Regions from separate parts of the Mus musculus genome. Here all the other regions are linked to region 1. A link is a contact called in public Hi-C data. All regions are on one chromosome and are shown on one strand. The core of a region is the stretch at or near the end of the contact, and the rest is flanking DNA. Distances in the headings are between cores, read along the strand shown.

What was found. A called contact is a pair of places that touch in the nucleus more often than the background predicts.
Region 2: a Hi-C map of liver shows a contact between it and region 1, with 4 times the contacts expected there. The contact joins two enhancer-like sites. A contact is called at or near these places in 1 of 484 Hi-C or Micro-C datasets (liver) and 1 of 115 datasets of contacts at active chromatin or transcription factors (embryonic stem cells).
Region 3: a contact with region 1 is called in a Hi-C map of liver, with 3 times the contacts expected there. The contact joins two enhancer-like sites. A contact is called at or near these places in 2 of 484 Hi-C or Micro-C datasets (cerebral cortex and liver).

The regions. Positions count from the first base shown.
Region 1 is chr8:36,361,677-36,366,197 of GRCm38.p6, reverse strand. No RefSeq gene overlaps it. Among named protein-coding and RNA genes, the nearest start is that of Trmt9b, 94 kb to the left of the region's middle. Within about 2 kb of position 2,652, at least 13 of the 459 cell types and tissues checked have an H3K27ac peak or open chromatin away from gene starts, as enhancers often do. A contact at or near this core is called in liver, where this site is marked.
Region 2 is chr8:36,725,422-36,729,942 of GRCm38.p6, reverse strand. The region is part of intron 5 of Dlc1 (deleted in liver cancer 1); the gene reads left to right. Among named protein-coding and RNA genes, the nearest start is that of Dlc1, 220 kb to the left of the region's middle. Within about 2 kb of position 2,127, at least 58 of the 459 cell types and tissues checked have an H3K27ac peak or open chromatin away from gene starts, as enhancers often do. A contact at or near this core is called in liver, where this site is marked.
Region 3 is chr8:36,666,470-36,670,990 of GRCm38.p6, reverse strand. All of the region lies in intron 5 of Dlc1 (deleted in liver cancer 1), which reads left to right. Among named protein-coding and RNA genes, the nearest start is that of Trmt9b, 210 kb to the right of the region's middle. Within about 2 kb of position 2,155, at least 15 of the 459 cell types and tissues checked have an H3K27ac peak or open chromatin away from gene starts, as enhancers often do. A contact at or near this core is called in liver, where this site is marked.

The DNA of each region.
Region 1 (4,521 bases), core at 1,403-3,902:
CCCAACTGCATGTTGTCCACTTTGTCTGGTTTGTGTTACCCATATACACATGGCTGTGGGGCCACCTACTGGAGCATGGTTGACCTTCCAGAGACCTCATCCTTAAAGAAAATGATGTTTCCCCAGAAGCCAAGCTGTCTATAGTTAGGGGTGGGGGTTCTGAGCCCACCCCCTTCACGGTGGAATGATGACTGGCTTGATCTTGGGCGGGTCTTATGCTGAAATTATTTAACCTCACATGTATTTCCTTGTAATAGGGAGTAGTATCCTCCAGGACTGTTGCTAAGGCGCACTTTTGGGGAAGTATTGATTTAATGGACATACAGAAGTCTCATAGGAACAAAATTCACACAAGTGAGTTCCTTCCAGGGCCTATATTTTATATGGTTGGCGTGCTGAAAACTCAGTTAATAGAAATCCTGAGGAGATAGCTAAAAGCTCAGTTGGTGGGCATGAGAGAATGAATTTGATGTTCAGAACCCACTTGAAAAGTTAGGTGGGATGGTTGTATACTGACAACCCCGGCACGAGGCAGGCAGAGACAGGAGGATTGCTGGGTCTTGCTGGCAAGCCAACCTAGCACAGCTAGCCCCAGGTCCCGGTAAGAGACTATCTCTCAAATAAACGAAGCAGTGCCTCCTGAGGCTTGACTTCTGGTCTCCACATGTACACACATGTACCTGCACATACATGAATGCACATGTGTGTGTGTGAAAGCACAACTGAAATGCATGTACTCTGCTCCCTTGATTTGGGGTAACATTTACTTAATGACTAGTTCATTTTGTATGTTAGGTGTAAAAGCAAATGTGCCCCAACACACGTACACGTACACGTACACACACACACAGAGTTAATAGAACAATGTATGAGATGATATCTTGACCTCTATTACATACATGAGTGGTTATGTTACATAACATGTAGTTCTGAATGGCCCTGAGGTTATGAACTATTCTTGATAGCAGAGTTCAGTATCACTTTCCTGATACTAATCTCAAACAGAAAGTGGACCAAAATGTTCATGATGCCTTAGGAAATGCATACTGTCAGTTCCAGGACCGAGTCTTTGACAGAATGCATTGGATTTTCTTAGTGGATTTTCCACAACTGAAACAATGAATCTGATTTCTCATGCAGCCTGCCATCTGTTTAAGACCTACGAGACAAATCTTTCTCTCTGCAAAAAAAAATGCTAGGCTGAACAATCATACCAAGTAAGGAAGACACACACAATGTAGAATCCTTTGTGGGGACTCTGAGATGAATGAGTTCTTCTGAATGCTGTCAAATTGCAGTGAATCCCATTGCAAACTTCACCAGCTCCATTCTAGAGACAAATGTGCCAGGAGCTTAACTTTAAAAGAAGCTTACAAACTTTTAATAGCCTGCCACCAGAGGCAGCTGGATCTGAATCAAAGCTGACTTTCCAGTTTGCATTAACTCCTGGGCCAGCTCCTGGATGACACGCAACTAAAATTTGTCTTGAACACGTCTTCTCACTTCCCACGAAATAACTCAGTATTTTATACCTGCCAGCTTTTTCAGAAAGTACCTAATATTGAATCAGTGAGTCACAGCACATGGTAATATCATTCCATAAATAAAGGCAATCTGGAAGTAAGGCTGCGTCGGATACTTACTAAAAAAAAAAAAAAAAACCAACATAGAGAAACAGAAATGTGCCTGAAAATGCATAGACCACAGGGACCACCTGACCTAGATATCACAGAGAGAGAAGGCTCATGTAGAGAACGCTTAGTTCACAATAGCAGCACGTGGCCGATAAGTGGGGATCAATTAAGATATCTGATGGGTTGGCTGTGCTTCAGCCTGTGTGACAAGATCAACTTCCACCTAGGAAGAGCAGACCCACGATCAGACAAGCAACCACTTCATCCTGGCAGCTGGAGTCCATATCAAAGTGGCCCCTGGGTGGGGTAGCATTAAAGAGGCAGCCAGTCACGGAGGCAGGATCCCCACCAGAAAGATGAAGATTGATGAGGTCATCACATGAGGGTTGGCAGCAAGGGGTCCAGGTTGGCAAATTGAGGGGGAGACTCAGAGAAGTCCTTTCTGGAACCCATAAGAGGAGAATCTCTAAATAGTCTGAGAAATAAGTGGGAGAAGTTTTGGGGGGTTGGGGAGTGTCAGGTTCTTAGCAATTAGCCACTGCGTGGGAGTGTTGAGCTCACAAAAGTGCCAGGCTGGTTAGAGACTGCCTGGAGAGGGCATTTCTGTGTTCGATGCCCAAGCTGATGGAGTCCTTTAAAAACTAAACGCTATGCAACAAAAAGTGTTGGCTATATTGGTCACATTGACTGTTATCTGTTTTATTTAGCACCCCCACCCCACCCCAAACACACATTTTCTGGAACAAAGATCCAGTCTTCTGAAAGATAATGTATGGCAAACACAGTATGGTACCCAGAGGTCACTGGGAGTAGTGAACATACAGACTTGTCCCTAAGAGCAAACCGATGAGACATCTGCGTACGCAGGAGTCTGATTTGAACAGTGTGAATGCTTGTCAGAAGTTGCTTGTGGGGAGCTCTACAAATATTTAAAAATAAAGCCAACAAGTTCTAGATGAGAAATCGCGGGCCCATATGTCTGAGGGCAGGAACTCGCACATTGAACTCTGGCAGAACCATTCGCTTGCACAAAAGGCCACCATAACCTTGCCCAGAAAACACTGACGCGAGGAAATCTGCCCAGCAACTGCCTGCTTAACCTTGGACTGATGCCACTATTGTTATTGATCCTCCTTACCAAGGGTAATTGCTTCAAAACAACTTATGTAAGCCTTTCCATTTTGCCTTAAAAGCCCTCGTCTCTCTTTGTATCCCTAACTCTGTACATCGTTTATTATGGCACACAACTCCCGGAAATGATAGCTTTATTGTTTTGGGTGAATCTTCCTTCATTTGTTACTTTAGGTTGACGATAGCAACAGAAGCATTTATTTCATAATGGGGCGCTTCAAATGCCGCCTGTGCATTTAACATTAGACAACTGCAATGTGTGACTTTTAGGTGTTCAGCTAGCTGCGTGATTCTGAACTATTTATGAGTGAAATAATTAGGATTCTGATATTTGAGTCGATATAAGAATTGTTCAGAATAGACTGAGCAGGTGTGTTCGTTAGCTTTCTACCACTGTAATAATGCACAAGGTATTCATCTTAGACAGGAAAAGGTCTATGCTGCCTCAGAGTTTTAGGGGGTCTAATCAGGCAGACTAGCTGTTTCCGGGTTTCCAGTGAGAATTCCCGTGACAGTGGTAGGGAGCATGGGACACAGCTGCTCCGCTTATTACATGAAGGCAGAGTGAGAAGAGAGTCAGGGTTCTGTGATCCCCTGTAGAGTGGTCTCCCAATGACCTAAGGATACCTTCCTTAGGTTCCGTTTTTTTTTTAAGAGTTCTCCACCTAATAGTACCTTCTTGGGGACTAAATATGCAAACCATGGGTCTTTGGAGGACATTAGAGAGTATGCACAACAAAACAATGCTGCCACAAGATAACGGCTGGAAGAGTTTGATAATACTATTTTCTGTACATCTGTGAATGTTAATTATTTTCACAATTATGAACAGGAATGAAAGTACGAATCATTGACGTTTCCCCCTGGAAACAGAGCAAAAGAGGCTGTTTTCTCCCACACTGCTCTGCTCACAGTGGCCAACAGCCCTCTTCTCTACAGAAAAGTAGTTTCCCCACTAGAGTAGACGTGTCTATTGTGAATGGGAGGCATCCTGTAGGCAGGAGAGACTGTGGATGGGAAATAAGGGTAGGGTGATTACACAAACCCACAGAGGTGTTACACACCAATGGGAGGCTGTTGTTACACACCAATGGGAGGCTGTTGGTCATATAGGTAGCATCCACTTGTTTACATGGAGAAATGTATATGTACGTATATATGATCATAGAAATGATGTATTGCATTTAATATATTTAACAAGTGTTGGTACTGCATTTAAATGTGTATTCCATCTGGGCTTTATTTTAGAGCAGGGAAGAAGTATATAATTTCCTTCCCCAAATCATGAGCCTGTCACATTGACTGAACAAGTCACAGTTTGCCCCACAGCGCGGTAAGTCATGCTAATCGAATCCCACCTCCTAAGGTCTGCTCAGCCTAGTCGATTCTTTGGGTCTGCATATTTTAGCACCTATGTCACTGTGCAAACGATGCTGGCATGGAATGTGATACAGAAATCGGAAAGTTCAACTTCCCTCTTATAAAAATCATTTCAGTTTCGTTTGCATTTTAAATTCCTTCCTACTACTTTGCATTTTCAGATAAAATCTAAAATAACCTTGCCAACTTTCTTACCGAATGAATTTTAAATTATACTTTTATTACATTCATATATTCTTTAGGTGGGATTTAAAGAACCCTGAACATGCGAATGGGTTTTCTGAAAATTACACTTTATGTATTATAAAAATCCTCTATCAGAGAATATAAAATGCATGGTACATTTGATTTTCTTTTAAGAAGCTAAGATCCTACC
Region 2 (4,521 bases), core at 878-3,377, 360 kb before region 1:
TCTCTCTCTCTCTCTCTCTCTCTCTCTCTCTCTCTCTCTCTCTCTCTCTCTCTCTCTCTCTCTCCCCACTCCCATAATTTAATATTTCTACTTTTGATACCTTATTTACTCCATGTACAAACCTGTCATTTACCTCTCCATGCCTTAAAATCCCTTAAGAATTCTGTCTGTCATTTAAAAGGATCTGCAGTCTTCTATAAACAAAATACAGATCTGCCACTTGTGAGAAATAACAGAAAGGATTGCTTTAATTTCACCCCCTTTGATTTATGCCCCTCACTGTGCCCGGTCATAGCCCCTATCAGTTTTGCTTACCTATGCCCCCAGCCCTCTGGGCTTCTTTCTTAAGAGCAGATTGTATCACTAAGGATTCAGTGAATGGGAACTTGAGAGCCATGCTAATTGATTGATGGGGCACATAGCCCCATCTGGCTGAACAGCATGTCTTTCTCATATCTCTCTAGCTCCTCACAGTCTAAGCAGAGTTGCTGCCTGCCCATCTCCTTCCTACTTGGTACCTTGACATCTTGGCATCAAATTGCATTTTATTCCCCAAAGCCATTTGCCTCCTAAGTGTTCCACACAAGGCTCCTTGGCCTGATGTTAAGATGGTATTCAGATAAAGCCTATGGCTCACTTCTCAGAATATTTACAAATGTGTGAATAAAATAGTAGAAAATTGTGAAGAAAGCCAATTATTGTGAAACATATCTATAGAAATGTTCAGATCACAAAATGGTGATGTAGTAGCTTAATATGAACTAATTATATGATGATTTTAAAATATAGGAACTTAGGTATACAGTTTTTAAAGACCCCAGGGCACGGACTGCTCTGTCCGTGCTAGACTAAGAATTACCCTGTGTGCTGACCTGGTCTAATCTTATCTCTTATCTCTTTGTCACTAACCAGCATAAATAGAAAAACCTAAGAAGCAATGGCTATTGCTAGGTCACCAGCATAGAGCCTGCAACTTTACTGTTAGGTAAGAGAATGACAGTAATGCACAGAGGTGCCCCGGAGTTGGTCACCGAGGTCATAGGAACGTCAGTGGGCAGAAGAATGCCAGCTATGTGTAATCAACAGTGAGCTGCGATCCACAGACCTGCAGAGTAGGGGTGAATAGAGATGTTTTGTGATATATATACAAAAGTGCAGTGTGACATGGAAAAGCACGGTTTTCATTGGCGACACAGTCCCAGGGACATCTAGTAGCTATAGGAGGGAGGCCACCTCATCTATATTGATTATTGTGGAAACTGCTAAAGGGAGCTTAAGACACTCTTAAGCTTGAGTGTATGAGTTCCTACACTGTCCACACACTGTAAACTGCAAGTCTCTGGTGCTTACTCTGGTCTTCAAATGTTGCCAGTAGCTTTTGCTGTGCACCAGCTCTTGACCCAGTGAGGTACCAAGGGTTGTAGTTCCCATGAAGAGCACCCATAAACACCAGCTCCTATCATTGCAATGCCAAGTTCTCATAGAGAGCTGACACAATTCCACAAACCAGACAACTCTAAAGAAAAATAAAATAGACTAAAATTGAAGGTTAAAAAGTTATTAAAAAAAAAGATTGAAAGTAAGATAAATCCAGACTCTGCCTATGTAGTAACTTTCTTCAGCACAGAAACAGAAATTGATAAATTAAAAGGAAATTAGTCATACTCTTTTAAAAGATTTAATAAAGTGAAATAAACACACAGTATAAGCCGTATGCATTGGGGGAAAGGAATGTAATGCCTCTATTAAAGACATACTATCTTGATCGCTAAGGGAGAGTGGAATCTAAATGTCTCAAATACTGAGACACAAGGCAGGGCGCTATTTCCAAAGCTAAGCACCTTAGGAAGAAAAGAGGGTAAGCGACTATAAAGTGAGAAAGTTTAGACAAATCACAATCTAGATGAGCTTCGGCTGACATAAAGCAAACCATTTAAGGATATGCATCGAACCAGATCTCTGGGATATTGTATTGTATGTTTACTCTCTTATGTCTTCTGGGAAATAGATATCTGTGTTTCAAATGACCGGGTCTGTAATAAGCCAGCAACGTTAAGTGTCTGGCCTGCTTTGCAGGATACTTGCTCTCAAGGATGCTGGCACCACTCCAACGAAGGGCAACCACAAACATTGACTCTGTGAACTGCTTTGTGCTCCCTGCGTTCACAGCGAAAAGCAAGTAAGGGCACATGGAATGCCTTTTAACCAGGAGTGAGGTATGCCTGCAAATATGCAGTAAACAGAGACAGCTTCACTCTAGATTTTTAAAGGGAGACAGCCATGGGGGATGCTTGTGATGTGAGTGAGCGTATAGCTGCAGAGTTTACTGTCTTTGATAAGGAGAGAATGAGTCAGTGAGTGTCACGGCCATCTTTGAGGAGAAAGGATGAGACATAGAGAGACTGAGATTGCAGCTGGGCCTCAGCCTGCCTGAGACTAGATAGGCAACCTCTGCACATGGTTTATTACATAGAGGTGAATGTGGAGAAGGATTTAGCTAGTCTCGGGGGGGGGTGAGCCTCAGACTAAAGTTATCCTAGAGAAGATGCTGTGCTTGATCGTTCCTGCACACACACTCAACACTGACACCCGGACCAGAGGAAGGCTTTGCCTTTTGTAGGTCTGAGGCTTCGGGGTCCTTGTTATAGCTGTCTTCATTATCAACAATACACATTCACTAAGGACTTCATCCACTCCTGACCCAGTCACTCACCACGTCCTCTACTCCACAGCCCAGCATAAATACAAAAGTTAAATAATTCCAGTTTGAGCTGCTCTAAGGATCCTTTTCAGGCCAGAGCCCTTCATGAGCAGAACTTAGCCTATAGAGAAGAATAAATATGAGATCTATCGGGTTCATCCATGGAACCCAGAGAAATCCTCTCTACAGTTCCAGGTCAGGCCTAGTAGTATATCTCTCCTAGTAACTGGCATTTCTCCTCTTTGTAGAACAAAAATACTTACTTCCCAGATGCTAGGTCATATCTTTAATCCTCTCCCCCCCCCTCTCTCTTTCTGTTTAATGAGATGTTGGCCTCTTTTCCAAGTTAAGTGAACAGAATGTCAACTACATCATCACCTAAAACAGGAGGCTCCTGGCTGGTTTAGAAATCAGAATGAACTAAAATTAGAAGTTATGCTTTTAATATTTCAGTTTGCATACACAATTACGTTCAGGCTTCAGCACATAGGAGCAGGACTGAAGCGGTTTGTTTTGAGGGATTTGGGATTTGGGGGCGCACGGGACTTCTAAAAGTCCAAAGTGGAAGGCAAGATACTTTTTTTTTCCATTTTTGCCCAGTAATAACTTCCAAAGTACATTTATGATTTGAGTTTTTTAAGAGAAAAGAAAAAGAGTGCTAAATATATTATACTTAAAACATGGCATTATTTTGCTTAGTCCTTTCTAGGTGTGGTGTTTGGCTTCTTGATTCTATAGTTGTCAACTTGACGAAATCTAGAGTCACTGAGGAAGAGTCTCAATGAGGGATTATAAACATTGGGTTGGACTGTGAGGCTGTCTTAATTAGGTAACCTATGTGGACATTCTGTCCTGCTGTGAGTAGCGCCATTCCCTAGGCAGAGGGTCCTGAACTAAGGGTGGAGAATTTGAGCAAGCATGAACAAATGAACACGTGTCCATTTTTTCTCTTTGATAGTGACTATGGAGGTGATATGATTAGCTATTTGTAGTTCCTGACTTCACTTTATTACAATTATTGATCTGAGTAGTCTGACTACAAGTTATCTATTCAGTGCAGGTATTCCTGTTATCAATGCAAAAATTACCAAAGGATAGAGGAATTTTTGCTGATATTACTGTCATGAATTTTCCCAATTAAGACATATCTTGATGCTGAAAAGTTGTTCAAATGTTGTGTCTTACTTTATATTAGAGACAATTTTACTCGTGTATTCCAAGCAATGTTATTAATTAATATTTCTCAATATCACTTTGTAGATAGGGTAAAGGATGCAAATAACAGAAAATAATGCCATCTTCCTGGTGAGTTATTGGCTATTAATGGATGCCTGGGGGAAGGAACATTGTCTTCACCCACTGGCGAGCACGCTAGGCTCCAATGGATTGGTCCACACCTATGATCATGCACGCAGCCCTTTATAAAAATTGTAGGTCAAAACAAATACAGAAGGCGCGTGAACATGGGAAAGACATTTCTAGGGAGGTGGAAGAATGGGAAGGGGTGGGAGAGAGAACCAAGGGGGTGGAAGGAGAGAAATCAGAATGTACTCCATGGGTGTGTGAAGTTGTCAGTAGATAAGTTTCAAAAAGAAAATAGCAAGTTGTAAGTCTGAACATATCATGGTCAAGTAATGGGTATAAGAACTAGATAATGGGTATTCACGACACAGTATATGGTCAAGAGGATATTGATCATATACTCCATATTCAAGAGGACACTGAGAATACACTGTACTCTCAAGAGGAGATGGAACATACACGATATAGTCAAGAAGACAGTGATCAGACACTTTACAATCAAGGCAGGCAAGACACCC
Region 3 (4,521 bases), core at 906-3,405, 310 kb before region 1:
ATTTTGCAAAGTTTATCTTCATAAACCAGCCTGGAGCTCATTCTGTGGGTAAATTTATAAACTTTGCCACAAAATATCACTTGAATTAAAGGAGCCATTCACTGTTGAGAATGCTACCTCATTGGCTGCCCTGTTCCTTGGTGGCTCAGCATAGAAGCGACTGTACTCACTCACTCCGCCACTGAGAAAGCCTTTAGTGAGGAGCTGAGACCCATGAGAACAGATGCCCATCAGTTAGCAACCTGTTCCTAACCCCTTACTACGCAGGGCTTTACGAGCCCCATTGTCACACTGTTGTTAACCATCAGAGGAATTCATCTGAAGTTACCACCACATTTCAGTGACTTCTCAGCCACTTTTACCAAGGTACAACCGAGTTTCCTTCATATTTCCTCAGGTCAGTGGTAGTTAAGTAAAAAATCTCAGTTATGGGCTCTAAGCAGCGAAGGTGAAATGCAATGTCACGTAAATCAGCCTCCCAGGAGAAATCTGATAAAGCATATTTTAGATGCATCCGTGTAGAATTTCTAACGACGATGATTTTGTCTTGTACTCAGCTTGCATGGGTATGTGCACTGTGTGTATGCAGGTACCACACAGGGTTTCAGATCCTCCGGAACGAGAGTCACAGTCAAGGTCCAGGTTACTTCTGAGAAACACGTGCTTTGAATCTTATAATCATTTATCCATATTTTGGGACTTTTATTGATCCTTTTAGGGCGGAAGGAGTAGAGGACAGGCATTTTGCCAAGTCTAGATAGACTGTCAGCACACCAACAATTCAGATTCAAGAGGAATCCCAGCCATGTCTTACTCTTCGTTGTCTCATCGTTTAGCTAAGCTTCAAGTAAGACGGTTTCTCTGTTAGTTGTCTCAGCTTGACTGTAAGGGAACTGAACCACACCTGCAAGCAATGGATGGCTGTAAAGCTCTTCTAGCTTGTCCAAGACTCAGTGTCCCCTAACAGACTTGGCTTCTCCTAAGTGCCCTGCGGGATGAGGCACATTCAATTTAGGTGTCGATCCACCAAGATTAAATGTTTGAAAAGCTTGGTTTTGTTCTTCTATCATCAAAACATCAAACATCAGAAAAATGGAAGCTAGTCATATTCTCTCCAGTGGACCATAATGCACAGTCACTGTTCACAGACCATACTTCCCAGGACCCCCTTGGCAACAGCCAGGTATGCCTGACTCACTATAAAAGGGGCTGCTTGCCCCCTCCACTCTCTCTTGCTCTTGCCTTCTTGCTCTCTCTCTCTCTGTGTCCTCTCCCCCCTTCCTCCTCTATCCCCATTTCCCTCCCCCTCTCTCTACATGTGCTCATGGTCAGCCTCTCCTTCTCTCTCTCCTCTCCTCTTCTCTTCTCTCTCTCTCTCTCTCTCTCTCTCTCTCTCTCTCTCTCTCTCTCTCTCCCCCCCCCGCCTTTATCTGTCTCTACTACCCTCTCAACTCCCCTCTCCATGCCCTGAATAAACTCTATTCTATATTATCCCTTGTGTGTCTGGGCTCTCAGGAGGAAGGGGTGCCTTGGCATGGGACCTCAGTGGCACCCCCTTCCCCACACCTCACCACACATCCACAAAACATATCCCCTCTCTCTTTGTCTTTTCATAAACACATCATCCCTACCTTAGAGTAAGTAGTAGATGTCCTCAAAAAGGTGAAGGATTGATACCAGCCTAAAACTGCAGACTGAAATTAACTTTAGTTTCCTGTCTAAAATTAGAATTTGCAATGCTTTTTTTTTTTTTTTTTTTTTTTTTTTTTTTTTGGTGGAGGGATTTGGGAGTTTTCTCCCCTCTGGCCTATGCCCACCCAGTCTTGCCATATGGGCTATAACCGTTTTGACGGAACATGTGATTACAAATGCCCCATTGCGAGACTGGCTGAATTCAGGCAGTATGATCAAGAAGGTGTTAAGAAACAAGCCAATTAGTTTGCATTTATAGTTACAGTGCAAAATACAAGACAGGTGCTTCTACCACTAACTGATTTGAAAAGCCTTCTCTCCACTTAGTCATCTGTAAAGGCAACAGAGGAATTTGACCACAAGCATTCTCATAAAAAAGTTTAAAAAACAGTCCTCTGGCTGAGTTAATAAAGGACTGGAACAGTTCAGAATTTCCAGCCAGAGTGTGACAGGTAATTGGTTGAGATCGGCAAAATACCGAGCGACTATTTAAAAAGAGGTCATGTTTTCAGATCATTAAAGCACAGTGTTTTATTTGCCAGTGATTTATTTTATTTGTAACATACCCTGCTCATAATGAAACTAAACACCCATGCCCTGAGCTCCATGAAATACTTTATTGCTTCTAAAACCTGTGAGCATACGTGTGTCTGTGTGTGTTTGGAATGTGTTAAAAAAAAAAAGTTAAAATTATTCCAAGATGGTGTATAATTATTTATTTCTAGGTTTAAAAAGTTGTTTGATTTTTTTTTCCTTAACTCTGGAATTTGAACTTTGCCTATCAGAGCTTATCAACAGAAAGCTAACGCTAACTCAAAAGTCTACAGGAAACAGTAGTGTGTTTAACCTTAACCTGGGTTTGAAGTCCTCGTTACCTTGACCTGCAAATAACTGAAAGTGAATGGATTTGGTAGACAACTACTCTTGTCAAGTCCAGGGCTGCCCCAGCTTCTGAATGGTTAGTGAGCACAGCCTGAAAGGCTTGCCCATCAATGGCTCCGGGTGGTATACCTCCGGGGATTCACTATGCCAAATGAGTCTTGGAACATCTCTCACCTGGTAGCGAGATTTTCCTTAATCGGAGACTTTGTCACTGAACATTTTTGTTTCCACAACAAAAATGACCCAATGCACATCAAAGATCCAAGAAGCACTAATGTTGTGGCTACATAAAGGGGTCCTACAGATGTCTCTCATAAGCAACAGCAACAGTGGAGGTGACTCTAAAGTGAGTCACCTTCTTCATGAAGAGATTAGACTGAAAATCAATCTAAACTACAAAGCTGCTTTCTTATCATGTTAATTCCTATCCATTTAATTTTGTTGGACCAAAAAAAAAAAATAATAATAATCCACTTCACTTAAGGAACAGGACAGAAGTCCTATCACAAAGCTATTTTGAAAGGAATTTCCTCTCTGTGCATAACTCTGAACCTTTGTCTTCAAAAGTTGGAGCCTGTGTTTATAGCTAAGTATGGAAAGAAGGGAAAGATATTCTTAGAATAAAACTGGCAAGAAGAGAAGATGGGACACCAATCAACTCTATCAAGCTGTGTTTGTACAGACTCAGCATGCTTCGCCTGGACACAGTCCTGGACACAGGTCTTGTCTCTTTCAATCTCTTCATGCTCCCTGACTATAGGATCTCTATTATTTATTTCCTTCTTTGCTGTTACAGAACACCTAAGAGAAGCACTTTAAAGGGAGGTAGATGCATTCTGGCTCTTAGTGTTAGAGATTTCAGTCTATTGGGGAGGAAGGGGATGCTGGAGCAGCCCCATAGAGACAAACAGACAGAGGCAGAAAGTCTTGGAGAAGCAGGGAGAAAAGGAGGAGAAGGGACAGGGGTGGGGGGAGAGAGGAGGAGGGAAGGAGACATAGGAGAAGAGAGAGGAAAGTGAGCAGAGGCAAGAGGTAATAGAGAGGAGGGGAAGGGAGGGGAGGGGAGAAGACTAGTAGAACGGTACAGCCTAAAGCCTTGCCCTCAGCTACCTACCTATTTCCTTCAGCAAACCCAGCTACCAAAGTTTCCAAAACTTCCCAAAATATCACTGGCAGCCAAAGATCAAACCTTTGATACATAAGCCTTTGGGAAGCCTGTTATGTTTTATAAAAAGAGAACCAGGATATGTTTTTCAGTGCATGGTATGGTGAGGTGAGAGGAGTGACTCAATGGGCCCATGCTGAGGGGAACCCTGAGGTATGGAATAGAATTATAGAGAATAGGGTGTAGTATAGAATAGACTTTATTTGGGACATGGGAAGGGGAGTTGAGAAGGGAATAGAGGCAGAGAAAGAGATGGGGCAGAGAGAACAAGGAGGGATCAAACAGCCCCTTTTACAGCAAGCCAGGGCTACCTGACTGTTGCCAGGTAACTGTTCAGTGGAGCCTAGAAGGAGCTCTAAGAAGCTGCTTCTGCCAATGTTTCCTCCTGAGAAGGCCTGGCTTAGAAATGCTGTCTCAGCAGAGCCCAAGGACAATGGTAGGGACCCAGACACTTGGCACATTTGCCCCCTTTCCGTAGTTCTGACATCCAGCTGAAATTCTCTGTTCATCATTCTCGCTGAACTGTAGTCATAGTGATTCAGAGAAAAGAAATCATCACAATCAATTGTTGAGAAAAAAAGAATACTATGCCTTGTAATTATTGACATTTGGTATGAGTTCTCTCTAATACCGTACAAGTTAAAATAAAGACCTTTACAAACAATTAAGTAGTTTAGAGTAAGTGAACGCAGCTTATATGCTACAGAGTCAGCCTTATTTTAAATATAAGGAAGGGCAAGCGGAGACATGGTGTGCGAAGTGACTGTTCCAAAGGAGCCCCC